Regions from separate parts of the Mus musculus genome. Here region 1 is linked to region 2. The links are chromatin contacts, called in public Micro-C maps. All regions are on one chromosome and are shown on one strand. The core of a region is the stretch at or near the end of the contact, and the rest is flanking DNA. Distances in the headings are between cores, read along the strand shown.

Region 1 (3,289 bases), core at 730-3,229, 45 kb before region 2:
GCTGTCCTAGAACTCTCTTTGAAAAGCTTTGAGGTGCTTTAATGAGACTGAGTTCCATCAGACTTGTAAGCAACTGATACATTTGTTTTTAATGACAAGAAAACCAACCCAAACTACCAAGGCAGAGAAGGAACTTGCTGGCTTGCTGACAGTCAAGCGTCAGGTGGTGTTGGTGACCTCGCAGCTTGACGTACCGGCCATTTGTCAGTGCAATGCCATCCGGCTCCATAGCTCACTGGCCTCGACTTTGCGAGCTGTCCCTGTACCGTTAGTCTTCGAGCTTCTGAGATGGTTGCAACAGCTCCCAGCTTCACTTTCTCTTTTCTTCAGACAGAAGGAACAGGTTCTTTTCCCTAACAGCCCTGCGCCTGGAGACTTGGAAGATGGCTTGGTTGGTAAAGTACCTGGAGTCCAGGGATCAGGGCCACAGAAACAAACAAGCTAGGCTCAGTGGCACATATCTAGCATCCCTAGGACTGGGAAGGCAGACGGGTTCCTGGAGTTTGCTGGCCAGGCAGTCGAGCTAATGGGTGAACTCCAGCTTCAGTGAGACACCCTGTCTCAAATATGAATAAATAAATAAGGTGGAGGGCTGGAGAGATGGCTCAGTAGTTAAGAGCACTGACTGCTCTTCCAGAGGTCCTGAGTTCAATTCCCAGCAACCACGTGGCTAACAACCGTCTGTAATGGGATCTGATGCCTTTTCTGGTGTGTCTGAAGACAGCGACAGTGTACTCATATACATAAAAAAAATTAAAAACAAGGTAGAGAAGTGACTAAAGATGACACTGGACATGGACCTTAGCCTCTACATGCACATGTGAACCAGTGCACATCTGCTTGTGTGCACATCTGTGCAGGCACACAGTCTTGTGCTTGAGCTGGGCACGGTGGTGTGCTTCCATAATCTCAGCATTTGAGAGATAGAGGTAGGAACACTGTTATAAGTTTGAGGCCATCCTGGTCTACATACAGAGTTCCAGGTTAGCCAAGATTTTGTTACTTACTAGATCTTTCTCAAAGTAAAGCTAGTGGGCCTGGAGAGACTGCTCAGAGCTTAACAAGGGTTGCTTTCTAAGGGGACATGAGTTTGATATCCAGCACCCACAAGTTACCACAGCCATGTGTAACTCCAGTTTCAGGGGACCTAGAGCTCTCTTCTGGTCTCTGTGGGCACCAGTACAAGTTTGCAGTGTCCTTACTTAGACACAGACAAAATACTCATAAGATTAAGAAAGACAAATCTTGGCTAGGTGATGGTGATGTGTGCCTTTAATCCCAGCTCTCAGGAGTCAGAGGCAGGAGCATCTCTTGGGACCTGAGTTTGAAGCCAACCTGGTCTACAGAGAGTTCCAGGATAGCAAGTACTACAGGAGAAACCCTGTTTTGAAAAATCAATACAAATGAAAATCTTTAAAAATTTTCTGAGCCAGGCATGGTGATGCACACCTTTAATCCCAGCACCTGAGAGGCAGAGGCAGGTGGATTTCTGAGTTTGAGGCCAGCCTGCTTGTCAGAGTTTCAGGACAGCTAGGACTACACGGAGAAACCTTGTCTTGAAAAACCAAAACCCCCAAACAAAATAAACTCTTGGGCTTGGATCTTGTTGGCTTCCGTTAGGTCTGTTGACCATCCTGAGCAGATCTGGATGACTTGGGTGGAATCTCAGATCAGTTTAGACGCTTAGGAAAGTCAGAGTTGAGCCTTTACTAGTCAAGGAAGAGAACAGATAGTTTTCTGAAAGAAATGAGGACAAGATGTCACCCTTGGCACCTCAGCTGTCTATGTCCGGTCTCCTCAGCACCTAGCAGCCCTCCCTTGCTCACGTCCGGCTCCTGGATGCTCATCTGTCAGATGGGGTGTGTGTATTACAGGTCTCCAGCTGCGGTGGGCAGTTGTGTGTGCGCGCGCGCATGCGCCTGGCAGCAGAGTCTGAGCTTGGTGGAGGTTTAAAAATCCCCTGTGCCCCTCCCCCTCCTTCGATGTGGTATACGTGACACACGGGTCATGCATTTCCTCCCTGGGCTTCTTCCCTTCGCCCCTGTGACTCATCTGTTTTTCTTTGCCTCTTCCCGCTTCTTCATTGTCCTGCTGACCTTCTTATCTTCCTAGAAATCTGTCTGCTCTGCCTGTGGATCTCAATCCCCAACAAAGTAGGGCTGGTTGCACCTCTCCAGGGAGCCCTCCCTACTCAGCGCCCAGCTCCCTGGTCAGCTGCCTGTTGCAAGGGTCCCAAGGCATCGAGGTCTCCTGAGACTCGGCAGGGCCAGTGTGGAACTCAGCTTCCATCTGAGATTACTTCCCTGTCCTCTCCATCCTGGTCTTGACCACTCATTTATCCAGTGCCATCAGCTGGATATGGGGAGGTATCCTGAGGTACACACACACACAAACAGTAGCTACTCTTTTGGAATGTTTTGGAATGGCTTTTATGTGCCTGGGACAGATATGACTCAACAACCCAGGAGTATGAGGCCAGCTTGGACTGCATGTGACCCAGTCTAAAACAAAAACAAAACAAAACCCCAAAAATAACCAAACAAAAAACCTACAAAGAAAAAAGAAACACTCAGATACGGTATTACACACCTTTAATCCCAGCACTCAGGAGGCAGAGAGAAAAGCAGTCAGATCTCTGTGAATTCAAGGCCAGTTTAGCCTACACATTGAGTTCCGAGACAACCAGGGGTAAATACTAAGACAACACCAATACCAACAGTACACCTCCCTATCCCCACCCCCACACTCACACACACACACACACACACACACACACACACACATTCACACACACTCACATCTACACCACCATGCTTGGCACACATTATTTAATTTTTGAAACTTTTTGTCTGTCTATTGAGACAGGTTTCTCTTTAGACCAGGCTGGCCTCAAACTTACAGATCTACCTGCCTTTGCCTCCTGAGTCCTGAGATCACTAAAGATGTGCACCACTCCAGCCCAGTAGCCAAAAATCACATTTAAATCAAATTTACATAAGTTATGCAGAGTTCCCTCTTTTAACTGGGGAAAGCAGAAGAAGTGGGGCAGGGCTCAAAGCTCACTGGTGGGGGTGGGGAGAGGACCCAGTAGAGAAAGTACTTGTTGTACAAGCACGAAGACCAGAGTTCAAATCCCCAGTATTCATGTAAATGCCAGGCAGGTGTGGTGGTCAACCTGTAAGCCTCAGGAAGTGGAGACAGGAATTCCCCGAAGCAAGTGAGCTAGACTAGGTAAATCAGAAAGCTCTGGGGTCCGGTGGGAAACCTGCCTCAAGAAATATGGTTTGAA
Region 2 (3,274 bases), core at 130-2,629:
GGCTGCCGTGAGGGTCAAACGAGTTAGTTAGTTTAGAAGGGTAAACTGTTGACTGAGTGCTTCATTTCATAAATGTGTGTGTGTTGCGTGCCTTAGTGTATGTATGTGCACCCCAAGTGAGCGTCTGTGGAATCAGAAGAGGGTATCTAATCCCCAGACCTGGAGTTACAGTGGGCTGTGAGCAGCTTTGTGGGCTTCTGGGGGGCTCCAGGTCCTCTGGAAGAGCAAGCAGCAAGTGCTCTTAACCAGTGAGCCAGCCCTCTATCCCTGATGGGTCCTCCATCTTGCCTCTTGCTCATCTTACCCGTTAGCCTTCTTCCAAATTCTCAAGCCTTTCTGGCTAAAACCTTCTCAGATGCCTTAACGTTGCTTCCACCTTGGCTTGTTAGTTTGATTCTTCCTCGGAGCACTGCAGAGCCTTTCACCTCACAAGCCTCACTCACTTGGCAAAACCCTGCTTGTTAGTTTTGAGACTCTCTGATGGCTGGTCTACAGAGTAAGCGTGTGGCGCACGCCTTTAATCCTAGCACTTGGGAGGCAGAGGCAGGTAGATTTCTGAGTTCGAGGCCAGCCTGGTCTACAGAGTAAGTTCCAGGACAGCCAGGGCTATACTGAGAAACTCTGTATCAAAAAGCCAAATAAATAAATAAATAAATAATTAAGAGAGACTCTCTGATGTTTCTCTCCCCACCACGGCTAGAGCTCACAAGCGCCTGGGTCTTGCGTTTCATCTGCCTTCACGATTAGGTCTTGCCCTGAACTCACCACGGAAAGACACAGAACTTCTGATTCTCCTGCCTCCACCTCTCAAGTGCAGGGATGACAGATGTGTGTCACCACTCCCAGGCTTTTCCCTCTTTCTCTCATCCTGTTAACTGCCACATAGCAGACAGCGGCAGACCTGGGAATTAGATTGCTTGGGTTCGAAACCTGTCCCCCACGATTTGAACATTCATTTTGCCTTTTCCTTGTGGAGTCTCGGGGAACGTTTGGAACTCCCGACTCGAAGGCGCTGCCCCCAATTCTAAGAAGCGCTCACAGTCTTTCTCAACTCACCTAGAGCGGACTTAGGCGCCTTTCCCTTCGCTGAGTTCCGCAGTTTCAGAGCCTGGGAGGCCTTGGCCCGCGCCCTCCGGGTCCGCTTCGCCGGAGTCCCGCTAGCCTGGACCTGGCCCGGGACCGCACGGGGAGCTACGGGGAAAGGCAGCGAAGGACCGAGTTGAAGGGCGCGCTCTCCCTCCCCACCCGCCCGGCTGGCTCTCCTACACAGCGCGACTGTCGCAGGACCTGCTCTCCTCACCCTCGGACGCCGCCAGAAGCTCCAAACCGCGCCGCACTAACGCCGCCGACATGTTTCCGAGCCCCGCCCACACGCGGCGAGCTACTTCCGCCCTGGCGGTGTTCGCTCCTCGGCAGAAACTGGAGCAGGAGCTCAGGGTTCCGCAGCGAGCGGAAGTGCTGCCTTAGAACGCAGGCTCAATGGCTTTCCTATAGCCCCGGAGGAGCGGGGAGCTAGGGGCGTGTCCAAAGCGCAGAAGCCACAGTTGTTCAATTTCTAAGCAACAGGTCTCTGGTGATCCAGGCTGTGTGGGCGGGCAGACTCGACTTCTAGCCTTACTGGTCAATTCTGTCCAGGGGCCAAGTGTGGAATAGACTGAGTTCCTGCAAAAGAAGTGATTCTTTCTACTTTCTTTTTAGACAAGGATACATCTAGCCTAGGCTGTCCTTGAACTCGATTGTAGCTGAGGATGACTTTGAACTCCTGATCCTTCTCTCTCTGCCGCCCAAGGGCCGGATTTACAGACCTAAGCCACTTTGCCGGGCTTAGACAGTTTTCATGACCTTCAAAGCATTACACCGGTCCCGTGCACTGTGAGAATCTGTGTGAGAATCAGTAAAGCCAAGGAGGTTAGGTGTCGTACTTTGTAGTCCCAATACTTGGGAGATTGAACAGAGATTGTTGCTCTGAGTTCCAGGCTAACTTGGGCTACATAGCAAGACTCTGTCTCAAACAAACAAACAAACAAACAAACAAACAAACCAAACCAAAACTAACAAAAGGAAAAAACCAAACAAAAGACCAAAAAAAAAAAAAAACCCCAACAAAGAAATAGATTTGCAAACATGCAAAATAAAGTGCTTTGTTTTGAAAAATACAGCTATTTGCTGCAAAATACTGTTTATGTTATTAAGCAATGAGTTGGTTGTCAGGCGAAACAGTAAATACTGCTGGGCACAGTGATACCAGAACACTTAGAATACCAGCACCTGGGAAGCCGAGGCAGGAGAGTGGCAAGTTTCAGGTCAGTTTATATCACATAGCTACACTCCAAATTCTAGACCAGTCTGGGTTACAGATTAATAAGAAGAGCTAGGATGTATTAATAGCTTGGCGGTAGAATGCTTGGATTTAATCCCTAGTATTGAAAAAAAAAAGGTCAGTTTTTAGTCTGATAGATCAATAAATATTACAATCAATATTACACATAGATGTAAATATTCTATCGATAAATATTACACATAAATGTTCTCTGGTTACATGAGTTCCCCCCCCCCCCTCTCAAGACAGGGTTTCTCTGTGCAGCCCTGACTGTCCTGGAACTCACTCTGTAGACCAGGCTGGCTTTGAACTCAGAAATCAGCCTGCCTCTGCCTCCCAAGTGCTGGGATTAAAAGCGTGTGCCACCACCACCTGGCTTCGTTTTTGTTTTTAATTTAAGTATACATATATTTATATATATTACACACACACACACACACACACACATATGGATTTTTGCCTGCATGTATGTCTGTGCACCATAGGTATACCCCATGCCTGTGGAGGCCAGAAGTAAGCATAATTACAGGCTGATGTGAGACGACCCCAAGTCTGCTGGAAGAGCATCTAGTGCTCTTGGTTATTTTGAGCCTTCTCTTCAGCCCTGAGTTTTTAAGAGTGAAAAGAGCGTATGACACCAAAAAGGTTGAGAACCTCTAGTCTAGAGGTTTCTTTTTCGTCACTTTCGTGTGTTTTTGCAGTGCTGATGATCAAATGCAGACTCTTGAGTGCCAAACAAGCTTTCTAACCTCCTAACCCAGAAGAAATTATTATTTTTTGGCAATGAGGAGAAACCCTGCCTGGTTTATTTCACTTGTGGAGACTCGTAACCAGCACCTGGTATGTGGGAGCCATGAAGCGCTAGCCGGTCTGTGAATGGGGAGTGAAAATGGACATCTGGACTCACTGGGCCAACAGATACTGAGGGGTTTGCGTACCTGATACTGTAGAATG

Evidence for each region. Hi-C and Micro-C count contacts between places; a contact is called where the count stands out from the background.
Region 1: a Micro-C map of embryonic stem cells shows a contact between it and region 2, with 4 times the contacts expected there. The contact joins the enhancer-like site here to the promoter of Rps19bp1 in region 2. A contact is called at or near these places in 6 of 39 promoter capture datasets (HPC-7-derived erythroid cells, embryonic stem cells, liver and 3 more), 5 of 15 datasets of contacts at CTCF or cohesin (CD8 T cells, the G1E-ER4 cell line, the NIH/3T3 cell line and 2 more), 117 of 484 Hi-C or Micro-C datasets (the 63-12 cell line, the AML12 cell line, B cells and 57 more), 30 of 115 datasets of contacts at active chromatin or transcription factors (the 230-238 cell line, CD8 T cells, the HPC-7 cell line and 16 more) and 5 of 9 other capture datasets (adipose tissue, embryonic tail, liver and 2 more).

Annotation. Positions count from the first base shown.
Region 1 is chr15:80,217,457-80,220,745 of GRCm38.p6, forward strand. No RefSeq gene overlaps it. Among named protein-coding and RNA genes, the nearest start is that of Gm46521, 6.5 kb to the right of the region's middle. Within about 2 kb of position 1,980, at least 161 of the 459 cell types and tissues checked have an H3K27ac peak or open chromatin away from gene starts, as enhancers often do. A contact at or near this core is called in the 230-238 cell line, the 63-12 cell line, the AML12 cell line and 37 more, where this site is marked.
Region 2 is chr15:80,262,927-80,266,200 of GRCm38.p6, forward strand. Rps19bp1 (ribosomal protein S19 binding protein 1) reads right to left here and starts at 1,380. Exons shown (of 4, transcript NM_175109.3): 1 at 1,301-1,380; 2 at 1,057-1,191. The coding sequence starts at 1,352.